Linked DNA regions of Pan troglodytes: region 1 is linked to region 2. A link is a contact called in public Hi-C data. All regions are on one chromosome and are shown on one strand. Each heading gives the region's core, a stretch centred on a gene start, on an enhancer-like site or on the middle of the called end of the contact. The rest is flanking DNA. Distances are from core to core; before and after follow the strand shown.

Region 1 (6,879 bases), core at 3,708-6,207, 69 kb before region 2:
TTGCCTCAGCCTCCCAAAGTGCTGGGATTACAAGCGTGAGCCATCATGTCAGGCCTAAAATTTCACTAATGAGTGTTCTGGGTGTATATATGTTAAACTTTGTTTTGTTTTGTTTAAGTGAAACAATCAGATCTAAGAAGGTTGGCATCTTTTTGGCAGGCGAATGGTGGGGAATCTTGTGTCCTAAACTTTGGGAAGAGAGTGAAAAGTGGGGCTGGGCGCAGTGACTCACACCTGTAATCCCAGCACTTTGGGAGGCCGAGGCGGGCGGATCCCCTGAGGTCAGGAGTTCAAGACCAGCCTGGTCAACATGGCAAAACCTCGTCTGTACTAAAAATACAAAAATTAGCCGGGCCTGGTGGTGCGCAGCTGTAATCCCAGCTACTAAGGGAGGCTGAGGCAGGAGAATCACTTGAACCCAGGAGGCGGAAGTTGAAGTGAGCTGATACCGTGACATTGCACTCCAGCCTGGGCAACAAGAACGAAACTGTGTCTCCAGAAAAAAAAGAAAGCAAAAAGTGGAAACTGCAGGTCTGGAGAGAGGAGAACCAAGGAGAAGGGCTATTTCCTCTCTGGCCACAAGATAAAAACCTGCCATCCTTCACCATCCGAGAAGCCCCGAAGCTCGGAGGGATTTCCAAAGATTGTTTAATTGATTTTTCTTCTATTTAGATGTAGATCAGTGTCTGGGGCCCAGGAATTCAGACACCCGGCTTTGTGTCCACTCAGCCCCGTGAAGGCTCCTGTCTGAAATGTGCACAAAGCCTGACACACAAGTCTTCAGAAACATGCTGTTTCTTTTTGTCTGGCTCTCCGGGGAGCGGGTGAGCAGGCAGGGCCTCGGGCACGCTCCCATCTGCAGGGTCCCGGGACCCCGTCCCTCCATCCCGTTCACGAAGTGGGCAGGAAAGAAAAAAAAAAAAAAAGGGAAACAGCCAAAACTTTGAGGTCTGAAGTTGGGGAGTGAGGGGGTGATTAAAAAATGGGGGGTACAGCTGGGGACTGCCACGCTGAGGTTTCAACTTAGATTTTTCTCCAAATCTAGGATTCTGGAATGGGAACAGAGGTTACTTTAAATCAGGCAGCTCATAGGCTAGGATAAACAGGGGTTTGGCTCTGGTCTCTGCCGATCTGATTTATATAACGAGAAAACACTTCCGTCTTTCTCTCTGTGCATTGCTCCCCAGCCTGTCCCTACAAAATACTCCATCTGGAAAAGAAACTAGAAAGGTTTTGCAGACTGGCATCTTCTTCAGGGCACCAGGAATGACAGCCCCCCTCGGCCCCTAATATGCCATCTTTTCCTCCCCCAGCTGCGAGGAGATGACAGCGAGGCTCACTGTACCCCCTCCTATAAGGTCAAGATATGTTCCCCTGCCACCCCACCCCACATATTCCTGCCTGGTCCTTCCTGAACCATGAATTACCTGCCTAAAACATACCAGAGAATTCTCACTTTGGCTGTTCAGAAACCAACCTGAGTCACGATTTGTCTGAGTCAATGGAAAAGATTTTTAAAAAGGAGGGAGATCCTGGCCGGGGGTAGTGGCTCACACCTGTAATCCCAGCACTTTGGGAGGCCGAGGTGGCTGGATCACCTGAAGTCAGGAGTTTGAGACCAGTCTGGCCATCATGGTGAAACCCCGTCTCTACTAAAAATAGAAAAAAGTAGCCAGGCGTGGTAGCGGGCGCCTGTAATCCCAGCTACTCTGGAGGCTGAGGCAGGAGAATCGCTTGAACCTGGAAGGCGAGGTTGCAGTGAGCCGAGATCGTGCCACTGCACTCCAGCCTGGGCAACAGAGTGAGATTTCGTCTCAAAAAAAAAAAAAAAAAAAAAAAGAGGGAGATCCTAGAGTTGGATAATTCCTAGGTAAAGTAGACGCCAGCACCACATAAACAGCTGTGTCCTGGAAACCAGCTACGTTTATATCCACACCTGGCCCTCCAGACCCAGATCTGTAGCCGCTGGCCAGGGCCACTTCTGAGGCAATGCCACTCCCATTTCTTGGCTGTGTGACCTCGGAGAACTCCCTTCATCCCTCCTCTGGGCCTCAGTTTCCTATTCTGTTAAGTGGGCACAAGAATAACTACACGTACTATGCATGGGTTGTTGGGAGGATTCAGAGCGCTGGGGTACAAACACTCAACAGATGTGTGCTCCGGTGGTTACTATCCAGGAAGAGATGTGGATCCGACATCGTTTTGTAAGAGCTGGCTGGGCGTAGTGGCTCACGCCTGTAATTCCAGCATTTTAAGAGGCTGAGGCAGGAGGATTACTTGAGGTCAGGAGTTCGAGACCAGCCTGGCCAACATGGTGAAACCCCGACTCTACTAAAAATACAAAAATTAGCCGGGCGTGGTGGCAGCCACCTATAATCTCTGCCACTCTGGAGGCTGAGGTGGGAGAATCGCTTAAACCCAGGAGGCGAAGGTTGCAGTGGGCTGAGATTGTGCCATTGCATTCCAGCCTGGGTGACAGAGTAAGATTTTGTCTCAAAAAAAAAAAAAAGTTTTTGTTAAAAGGGGACCTTCTTGGATGCCATAACTTTCTGGGGGGTGCCCAGCTCCAAGCCTGACTCCCACCCTCTGGATCTAAGTTACCTGAACTGCAATCCAACTGGCGTTCACGGTGTGTTCCCCAAAAGGGCCAAATCCTGAAAAAACAGGAAAAGCAATATATTACCCAAGAGTGGCCCTTCCCAGTCTGCCCCTGGCCTGGCCACTACTCCCACCTGGAGAAGCAAGAAAGGAGCTTCAGGGCGCAGCTGCCAGGGACAACATTGGGGGCCTGGTCCTGAGTTCTGGGAGCACCTGGAGGCCCGTCAGAGCCGCCGTCCTGCACCTGTCCGCTCTGAAGTCAATGAGTCCCTTCCTGTCTTCACCTCCACCTGCCCCTCATGCTCAGCCAGGGGCCAGAGGTCTCTTCTGCCTCCGAAAAGGTCCTGATCCTGTCTTCACTTCCTCTGGTCCCCTTGACTCAACCTACAATTATTGTGTCACTGTCCCAAAATGCCCTGAATTGGCACCAAATGAGGAATGAGCCCTCCAGGCTGTCTAGATTTCACCTTGTCACCCTCCTCCCTGCTAGCTCAAACTCCAGGCCCCCTTTCCAAAACACGACAGTCGCCCAAGGCTGTGCTAAGTGATCTTCCTGGCATTAAGCCTGGCCACATCCCCTTTCAGGCAAGGGTGTTTCCTGGGCCCAGTTTCCAGGAGCAGGGACTGAGGCACAGAGAGGTGAAGCTAGCTGCCCAAGGCCACACAGCAAGAAGGTGAAAAAGCTGGGATTCAAATCCAGATCTGGGGTTGGGTGCAGTGGCTCATGCCTGTAATCCCAGCACTTTGGGAGGCCAAGGCGGGCGGATCACCTGAGGTCAGAAGTTTGAGACCAGCCTGGCCAACATGGTGAAACCCCGTTTCTACTAAAAATACAAAAAATTAACCAGATGGAGTGATGCGTGCCCGTAATTCCAGCTACTCAGGAGGCTGAGGCAGGAGAATCGCTTGAACCCAGGAGGCGAAGGTTGCAGTGAGCCGAGATCGCGCCGTTGTGCTCCAGCTTGGGCAACAAGAGCAAAACTCCGTCTCAAAAAAAAAAAAAAAAAAAATACGGTCCATCTGGGCCAGTGATCCCACAGGATATGAATGCTATGCAGAGATGCTGTAGCCTGGGATAGCAGGTAGGGGCTGTGGCTCAGGAGGGGACCTCCTAACTCTATCCTTCTGTACAGCCAAAGTTTGAGTCTCAGCTCAGCCCCTTACAAACTGGATGACCTCTGTGAGCCTCAGTTTCCCTTTCTGCAAAATGGAGACAGTAAAGATGTAATCAGCTCATGCAAAAAGTGCTGGAATAAATAACCAGATAAAGGAAGGCTGGAAGGGGTGGGGGCAGTGACCCTCCTCCCAATTATACACACCTGTTAAGCAGGTGCCTTGTTTCTTCCTTCTTCCCTGAATCTCCTGGATCAGCCTCAACCTCCCTTCAACAGCCACAAAACACCTGTGTGCACCTTTGCTGGATTTCCCACTCTGACCCCTCCAGACAGCAGGTCAAAATGACCCCCCCCACTCCTTGACTCTGAGGCCCCAGCGGAAGTTGGCGCCCCACGTGGCCCCGAGGCGGAGTCTCAGGGAGGAGAAACAGTTGGTTTGGGGGTGGGGGGGAGTCGGTGACAGCAGGGGCCCTGACTCACCAACAAACAGCCCTGGCACAAAACACAAAAAGGTTTCCGCTGAAGACAGTCCCTGGGACAGCTGGGAGAGCCCGAGGTCCCCGGACCCCCACCTGCCCCTGCGTTGGGAGAGTAGCCCCCCAGGAGCGCAGGGCGCGGCGAACAGTGACTGGGAGGTTCATTTGTCACTGGGACACTTCCTGCCCGCAAATCGGCCTTTGTCCCCTGGGGCCAGGGGTTGGGGGAGCGGTGTGGGGACAGGCTGGACCTCGGAAGGGGCAGGGAGGAAGGGTCCAGTCCAGCCCGCAGGCCAGACAGAGGAGGCAGGTGCCAGGAGGGTCACCATCCCCACCTTGGGAGGAAAGGACGCCAGGGGGGCCTGCGCAGCGCCGGGCTTTTGCCCGGCCCCCCAAGCCCCGCGCCTGACTGCCCTGACTCCCGACCCTGGGACCCCCAAGGCTCCTCCTCCTCCACTTTCCAGGAAGCCTGGGCTGCGCGGGGCTCCCGCGGGTGATGACACCTTCCAAATCTGAGAGGACTTCCAGCACCTGCCCCTCTCGGCCCCGCAGTCCCGGAGCCGCCCCCGCCTCTGCCCCCGGCCGCTGCCGCTACAGCCCCCATCAGCCAGCGTACCCGTCACTACCACCGCCTTCCTCGGCTGCTCCATGGCGGGATCGGGCTGTGCCTCGGACCTGCTTCTGTTGCGACTGGCGCGACAGCTGCTGCCGCTGCAGCCTCTCGGCCGCGCGAGGCCACGCCCCTGTCACGCCCCCGGCCACGCCCCCGGTCGGCCGCTCGGCGTGCGCGCCCCCGGGCCCGAGACGCAGCGTGCGCGCCCTGCGCCCCGCCCCCGTCGGCTAGGCCCGGTATTCCCCAGCCTCCGTTTCCCCGTCTGCAAAATGGGAACATCTTATGCCATAGTGTGTAGCCGCTTGCACGCACTGAGCCAGGTGCTGGGGATGAGCCGGTCCTTTATTCTGCAAGGGTTCATCGAGGGCCTGCCCTATGCATGCATACTGCCCAGAATTAGGGAGGGAAGTCCCCACGAGCAAGGCCCGTTTTCCAGATAAGGAAACTGAGGCACAGAATGCCACTTCCCCGAGGTCACTCGCCTCAAGGGGTCACAGGAGCAGCATTCAGGCCAGGAAGTTGGCGGGGGTGGGGGAGGACAGAGTAAAAAAGGAAAAACACGGCAACCACATTTGTGTGGTGCCAGAAGTTTCTCTGCAGGCCCCCATGGTCCTAGGAGGCTAATGGGGGAGGGCGATTGTACCTGCTGTTCCCTCTGCCGGAACACACCCCGCAGGTACCTGCGAAGCTGGCCTCCTTCAGGCCTCAGCTCCAGTGTTCCAATGTCGCCTCCTCCCAGGGGCCCTCCTCCTGTCCTGGCTGTCACCTCCTCCGAGGGGTGAACTGTCACTTTCTCCTTGGGGCCTTCTCTGGCTATCACCTCCCTGCTATCCTATTACCTCCTCTGAGGGTTCCTTCTGGCCCTCCTTGGCTGAAATGACCTCACTGCTACCCCCCAGTGGTTCCATCTCATTCCCTGGTTCCATCCTCTTCATAGCAATAAAGCTCAGAAATAATTTCCTTTTTCTCTCTTTTTTTTTTGGAGACAGGGTCTCACTCTGTTACCCAGGCTGGAGTGCAGTGGCAAAATCATAGCTCTGTAACTTTGACCTCCAGGGCTCAACTGATCCTCACATCTCAGCCTCCTGAGTAGCTGGGACTACAGGTGTGTGGCACCACACCCAGCTAATTTTTGTATTTTTGTAGAGATGGGGGTTTCATAGTGTTGCACAGGCTGGTCTCGAACTCCCGAGCTCAAGCAATCCGCACACCTTGGCCTCCCCAAAGTGCTGGGATTACAGGTGTAAACCAGCACACCTGGCCAGAAATCATTTTTAATTTTTTTTAGCTTTTAAGTTTTGGGGTACATGTGCAGGTTTGTTATATAGATAAACTCGTGTCATGGGGTTTGTTGTACAGATTATTTAGTCCCCCAGGTATTCTTAAGCAGAAATTATATATGTATTTATTTATTTGAGACGTAGTTTCACTCTTGTCACCCAGGCTGGAGTGCAGTGGTGTGATCTTGGCTCACTGCAACCTCTGCCTCCCGGGTTCAAGCAATTCTCCCACCTCAGCCTCCCAAGTAGCTGGGATTACAGGCGAGTGCCGCCATACCCAGCTAATTTTGTATTTTTAGTAGAGAGGGAGGTTCACCATGTTGGCCAGGCTGGTCTCGAACTCCTGACTTCAGGTGATCCACCCTTCTCAGCTTCCCAAAGTGCTGGGATTACAGGCATGAACCACCGCCTCCGGCCCCCACTCCCCAGGTATTATTAAGCAGAAATCATTTAGTATAGTCACAGCCTCTCTGGTTGGCTTCCCATTTCCTCTGACATAGAGATGAGAACTTCTAGAGGAGGAAGTGTTGTTCTGTTAGAGCTGCGTCTCAACACCCAGCACATCCCCAGGCACATTCTGCCAACATTCATCAGAGACCAGAATTCCTCTAAAAACAGGTAGAAAATGAAAGCTGAGTTTCTGGCCACATCTTCAGAAACAGGACTGGACCTTGGACTTGGGTCACGAATTTTTTTTTTTTTTTTTTAGACAGGATCTTGTTCTTTTGCCCAGGCTGGAGAGCAATGGAGCGATCACAGCTCACTGCAGCCTTAATCTCCAAGGCTAAAGCAATTCT
Region 2 (6,526 bases), core at 3,739-6,238:
TGGAACTAGCTAATGCCTCCTTGCCTTTTGGGAAGGAGAGATTTCGAGGTGGAAAGGGCACAGCCCCAGCCCAAGGCAGGAAGGAAGAGACAGAAACTTAGTAAACTTTTTAACCTTTTGGTCCTTGGTTTGCCTGTCCGTATAAAATGGGGAGAACAGTCGAAAAACTTGCCCCATAAAGTTGTGACGATTAAGAGAGTTTATGTTTACAGAGCAGTGCTTGGCTTACAGTGTAAGCTTTTCTCTTTTGGTGGATCGGGGGATGCTGAGGCCCAGGACAAGCTGATGGACCCAGTACCAGGAGGAAGGTGGCACAGGTGGGATCTAACCCAAGAGGTCTGCCTCCAAGACTGGGATTTTCCAAGTATCTCCCTGAAGTTCGCTTCTCCTCCTCCCAACATCCTACTCCCTACTTTGAGGAAATCTAAGGTTCAGAGAGGTTGAGCAACTGGCTTGACATTACACAGCCTTTTAAGGAGACTGTGCAGAGATAGTCTGACCTTGGACTCCCTCACTTTCAGAGCTTTGACCCGAGGCTTCCTGCTTCTCCTGCCTGCTCTGCCCTTTGCTGTTAAGACCCTGCGCTTTGGGCTTCCAACTCATTGGGGACCCTGAGGGATGTGAACATTAGTGGCCGAGGTCACACAGCAAGTAGGGCTGGTGGCCATGTGTACCTAGCCAGCCCTGTTAGGGAGGGCCACTGAATTGCACCCATTTTACAGACGAAGAAACTTGGAGAGAATGGCCACCGTCCCTTGGTCATGGAGAAAGGCCTTGCCACCAACAGCTATGTTGGGGTTCATTTGTTTGAGACAGAGTCTCGCTCTGTCACCCCGACTGGAGTGCAGTGGCGCCATCTAGGCTCACTGCAACCTCTGCCTCCCGGGCTCAAGTGATTCTCCTGCCTCAGCCTCCAAGTAGCTCGGATTACAGGTGCCCACCATGCTCGACTACTTTTTTGTATTTTTAGTAGAGACAGGGTTTCACCATGTTGGTCAAGTTGGTCTGGAACTCCTGACCTCAAGTGGTCCACCCGCCTCGGCCTCCCAAAGTGCTGGGATTACAGGCGTGAGCCCCCACGTCCGGCCAGGGTTTGGTTTTTAGCTGTCACGTTGCCTTGTGGGAGGTCATGCAGACGTTTCAGCAGGGCCTGAAGGAACCTGCTGAAGGGAACCGAGGCTGAGGTGGGAGAGCAGGGGTGTCTGGACACACAAGAGATCAAGAACCACATCTCGGGCAGAGTGTCACTGGTTGGGAGACCGGGTTCCAGCTTAGGTTCCAGTTGGCATTTGTGAGATCTCAGGCGAGTCCTCCTCCCCCGATGGCCTCTACATCCTGTGCTGTGAGATGCGGGTGTTTGCATCCAGCGTAACATCTCTCAGGTCACAAGTCAGAACTGGGAGGTGCTCAGGGGACGGACAACAGTGACTGCACTCAATGATGGTACCTACTGTGGCCCCCAATTAGTAGAGAAGGGGAAGGGAAGTTTTGAGACTTGCCCAACACCCCTGTTTTTTTTTTTTTTTGAGACGGAGTCTCGCTCTGTCGCCCAGGCTGGAGTGCAGTGGCGCAGTCTCGGCTCACTGCAAGCTTCGCCTCCTGGGTTCATGCCATTCTCCTGCCTCAGCCTCCTGAGTAGCTGGGAATACAGGCGCCCGCCACCACGCCTGGCTAATTTTTTGTACTTTTAGTAGAGATGGGGTTTCACCATGTTAGCCAGGATGGTCTTGATCCCCTGACCTCATGATCCGCCCGCCTCGGCCTCCCGAAGTGCTGGGATTACAGGCGTGAGCCACCGTGCCCGGCCAACACCCCTGTTAAATGGCAGAGCAGCGATTCAAACCCAGGTCTCTTGCTTGCCTGCCCCCAAGTGGTCTAAGGCGAAAGGACTCTGAGGAGCCCTTCAGAGAGGTGGAGGACATACTTTGTTTTTCTTTTTTTTTTTGAGACTGAGTCTTCCTCTGTCGCCCAGGCTGGAGTGCAATGGCCTGATCTTGGCTTACTGCAACCTCCACCTCCCAGTTTCAAAGCGATTCTCTTGCCTCAGCCTCTCGATTAGCTGGGATTACAGGTGTCTGCCACCATACCCAGCTAAATTTTTTTTTTTGAGACGGAGTCTCGTTCTGTCTCCCAGGCTGGAGTGCAGTGGCGTGATCTCAGCTCACTGCAAGCTCTGCCTCCCTGGTTCACGCCATTCTCCTGCCTCAGCCTCCTGAGTAGCTGGGACTGCAGGCGCCTGCCACTACGCCCGGCTAATTTTTTTTGTATTTTTAGTAGAGACGGGGTTTCACCGTGTTAGCCAGGATGGTCTCGATCTCCTGACCTCGTGATCTGCCCGCCTCAGCTTCCCAAAGTTTCTGGGATTACAGACGTGAGCCACCCTGCCTGGCTAAATTTTTTTTTTTTGTATTTTTAGTAGAGACGGGTTTCACCATGTTGCCCAGGCTGGTCTCGAACTCCTGACCTCAGGTGATCCACCCACCTTGGCTTCCCAAAGTGCTGAGATTACAGGTGTGAGCCACTGGGCCCCACAAGTTTTTTTTTTTTTTTTTTTCTTTACAAGATGAGGTCTCGCTCTTGCCTTGGCCAGAGTGCAGTGGCAAGACCACAGCTCACTGCAGCCTTGACCTCCTAGGCTCAACTGATTGTCCTGCCTCACCTCAGGCTCCCAAGTAGCTGGGACCACAGGTGCACGCCACCATGCCCTACTAATTTGTATTTGTATTTTTTCTGAGACGGAGTCTTGCTCTGCCGCCCAGGCTGGAGTGCAGTGGCGCCATCTCGGCTCATTGCAAGCTCCGCCTCCCAGGTTCACGCCATTCTCCTGCCTCAGCCTCCTGAGTAGCTGGGACTACAGGCGCCTGCCACCATGCCTGGCTAATTTTTTTGTGTTTTTAGTAGAGATGGGCTTTCACCGTGTTAGCCCGGTTGATCTCGATCACCTGACCTCATGATCCGCCAGCCTTGGCCTCCCAAAGTGCTGGGATTACAGGCGTGAGCCACTGCGCCCAGCCGCCCTACTAATTTTTAAATAATTTTTTTGTAGAGATGGGATCTGTGTTGCCCAGGCTGGTTTTGAACTCCTGTGTTCAAGTGATCCTCCAACCTCGGTCTCCCAAAATGCTGGGACTACAGGTATTGAGCCACTGTACTCGGCCTCTTTTTTTTTTTTTGTTTTTTTTTTTGAGTCAGGGTCTCACTCTCATTCAGGCTGGAGTGCAGTGGTGCAATCTTGGCTCACTGTAGCCTCCACCTCCTGGGTTCAAGCGACTCTCCTGCCTCAGCCACCAAAGTAGCTGGGATTACAGGCATTTGCCATCATGCCTGACTAATTTTTGTATTATTAGTAGAGACGAGGTTTTGCCATATTGGTCAGGCTGGTCTCGAACTCCTGGGCTCAAGCGATCTGCCCGCCTTGGCCTCCCAAAGTGCTGGGATTATAGGCATGAACCATCGTGCCCAGCGTCCCCAGCATTTATTGACACCTAGTTGATGCATACTCCCTGGAGGCCAGCCCTCCAGTCTGATGGGGGAGTCAAGCAGGCATGAGCTGTGATGTGAAGGGCTTTTTCTAAATCACAGATCTGACTCCTTACTTAAAAACTTTTTGGAAAAAGTCCTGACTGCACCAGTCCCTGGGCTGGCCAGTGTCTCCTTTCAGGAGCCTCTCCACCCAAATTCCCAATATCCTGCCTTCCTGGCCTCAGGGTCTTTGCACGGCTGCAGCTGTAGTTCTGTGCCAGCTACTCTTCCCCCAGTCATGCAGCTGAGCGCCACCTCCCAGCCTCAGCTGCACAGTCCTCGGAAGCCTGTCCGTAGTAACCCTCAGGCTAGGCCAGCACCTTACTGGGCTCCTACGGTCTCAAATTGCCCTGAGAACTCCCAGTTTGTGTTTAGCTCATTGACAGCACAGAAGGGACCTGTTCTGATGAAACATCCAAAGGATGAGCTGGGCGCAGTGGCTCATGCCTGTAATCCCAGCACTTTGGGAGGCCGCAGCAGGCGGATCACTTGTGGTCAGGAGTTTGAGACCAGCCTGGCCAACATGGTGAAATCCTATCTCTACTAAAACTACATAAATCAGCTGGGCGTCATAGCATGCACCTGTAGTCCCAGCTACTCAGGAGGCTGAGGCACGAGAATTGCTTGAACCCGGGGAGGTGGAGGTTGCAGTGAGCCGAGATCGTAGCACTGCACTCCAGCCTGGGCAACAGAGCGAGACTCAATCTCAAAAAACAGACAAAGGATATAAACCCCATCCAACTGCCATCTGCCATGTCCCTGATTTTGTCCAAAGTCACACCCACAGTATAGGGAAGGTTTTGGAGGGGGTGATCACTGCAGAGGGAGGTCAGGCACCCCTGCTGGTTCTTGTCCCGGCAACCCTCAGCGGCTCCCCAAGGAAGCCAGGCAGAGGCGTCTGGGCCAGGCTGGCTTTGGCTGGAGCCAGCTGCACTGAGTCCAAGGTGCGTGTCAGCCTTGGCCCAGCCAGCGGTGACTCATGCTGGGCCCCAGCCCAGCCCCAGGAGGTGATCCAGGACAGCGGCCTGACTTCCCCTTATAGCGCTGCGGCTCAGGGTCAGTACCCACTTTTGCCGGGCCCAGTGGGGTTCCCAAGAGATCAAGTCCGGCCCCACCCCAAGGAGCCCGCAGTCTCAGAGCCACACCCAAGACATCAGTGAGAACCCTGACTGGCCCGTTGCACCCCCTTTTTGGTCCCTTCCCATCTAGCCATTTTACAGCCCCAAATTCTTTGAGTTGTTTGTATCCCCAGACATGGGGCAAATTCCAGCATATAGTAGGTGCTCAGAAAATGCCCGTGGGATGAAAGACTGAAACTGCCTCTAGGTACATGGAGGGGGAGATTTGGGGTTCCCTCTGTGCTGAGAACCCTTTGTACTCAGGATGAGCCGGTGTAGGTAGCAACCACCATGACCTTTGGCCCTGCCCTGCATCCTGTTCCCCAACCTCTGGCTGTGCCTTCTAGAATCCCCACCCCCTAAGAGCTGCCAGGGATTGGCCAGAACTTGGCTTTGAGTCACAAAGCTGCTGCGGCACCAGGGCTCCAAGACTGGCCGTTCAGACTGCTGGGTTTAGCTTCAGGGGCAGGTGAGTGGGGCTGGTGGCTTTGGGGGCGGGTGAGTGGGGCTGGTGGAGGACTTGTTTGCGAGGGTTCGTGGGGGACCCTGTCGTTCTCCTCTGGCCCCCAGTGCCTTTAGAGCCCTTCTGGGCCTTCTGGGTGACTGCAAATGATGGGTCAGCTCCTTGGCCCCTCAGAGCAGGGGCTCTAGGGACCTCTAAAGCCTTGATGGCGGATTTGTTCACCTGTGATGGGGGACATCCTGGAGAGCCTGTTATGTCTCTTTATTATTTTTTTTTAAATAAATAGAGACATGTTGCCCAGGCTGTTTTCAAACTCTTGGGCTGCAGCGATCCTCCCACCTTGGTCCCCCAAAGTGCTTGGATTACGGGCAGGAGCCACTGCACCCAGCTGGGCCTGTTGTGTCTCTTTGGCAACCTGAGGATGGTGATCTTATGTCTTGTGACAGATAGGGAAATTGAGGCTCAATTGAGACTCAAAATTACCGAGCCAGTCGCTTGGCTTCTGTGTCCAGGGGGCCCCTGTTCCTTCTTCTCATCCTCCACAATCCCGTTTCTCACCCCTTCTGGTTGAGTTCCTCTAAAGAGCTGCACCGTTTGGTTGATGAAACCTCAGCCCCTGGAATGGGCCCATTCAGCTCCCAAAGCTGCTGTCTCCCGGGTTCAAGTGATTTTCCTGCCTCAGGAGTTTGAGACCAGCCTGACCCATATGGTCAAACCCCATCTCTACTAAAAATTCAAAAATTAGGCCAGGCAAGGTGGCTCACGCCTGTAATGCCAGCACTTTGGGAAGCCGAGGCGGGCAGATCACCTGTGATCAGGAGTTCAAGACCAGCCTGACCAACATGGAGAAACCCCGTTTCCACTAAAAATACGAAATTAGTCAGGTGTGGTGGCGCATGCCTGTAATCCTAGCTATTTGGGAGGCTGAGGCAGGAGAATCGCTTGAACCTGGAGGCAGAGGTTGCAGTGAGCCAAGATGGCGCCATTGCACTCCAGCCTGGGCAACAAAAGTGAAACTCCGTCTCAAAAAGAATAATAATAATAATTAGGCCGGGCATGGTGACTCATGCCTGTAATCCCAGCACTTTGGGAGGCCGAGGCGGGCGGATCATTTGAGGTCAGGGGTTCGAGACCAGTCTGGCCAACATGGCGAAACCCCAACTCTACTAAAAATACAAAAGTTAGCCAAGTGTGATGGCAAGTGCCTGTAATCCCAGCTACTCGGGAGGCTGAGACAGGAGAATCACTTTGAACCCGGGAGGCGGAGGTTGCAGTGAGCCAAGATCGTGCCACTGCACTTCAGCCTGGGCAACAGAGCAAGATTCCACCCATCTCAAAAAAAAATAATAATAAATATATGTGTGTCAGTTATCCATGCATTGCCTCTTGTCTCCAAATGGACCCTTTCAATATGTGATAAACA

What was found. A called contact is a pair of places that touch in the nucleus more often than the background predicts.
Region 1: a Hi-C map of stem cell-derived neural progenitor cells shows a contact between it and region 2, with 4 times the contacts expected there. The contact joins the promoter of PGPEP1 here to the promoter of IQCN in region 2. A contact is called at or near these places in 1 of 7 Hi-C or Micro-C datasets (stem cell-derived neural progenitor cells) and 1 of 1 datasets of contacts at active chromatin or transcription factors (stem cell-derived excitatory neurons).

Annotation. Positions count from the first base shown.
Region 1 is chr20:20,991,237-20,998,115 of NHGRI_mPanTro3-v2.0_pri, reverse strand. It overlaps PGPEP1 (pyroglutamyl-peptidase I), which reads right to left and starts at 4,957. Exons shown (of 5, transcript XM_009435025.3): 1 at 4,806-4,957; 2 at 2,602-2,654. The coding sequence starts at 4,839.
Region 2 is chr20:20,922,591-20,929,116 of NHGRI_mPanTro3-v2.0_pri, reverse strand. It overlaps IQCN (IQ motif containing N), which reads left to right and starts at 4,988. Exons shown (of 4, transcript XM_001173887.5): 1 at 4,988-5,109.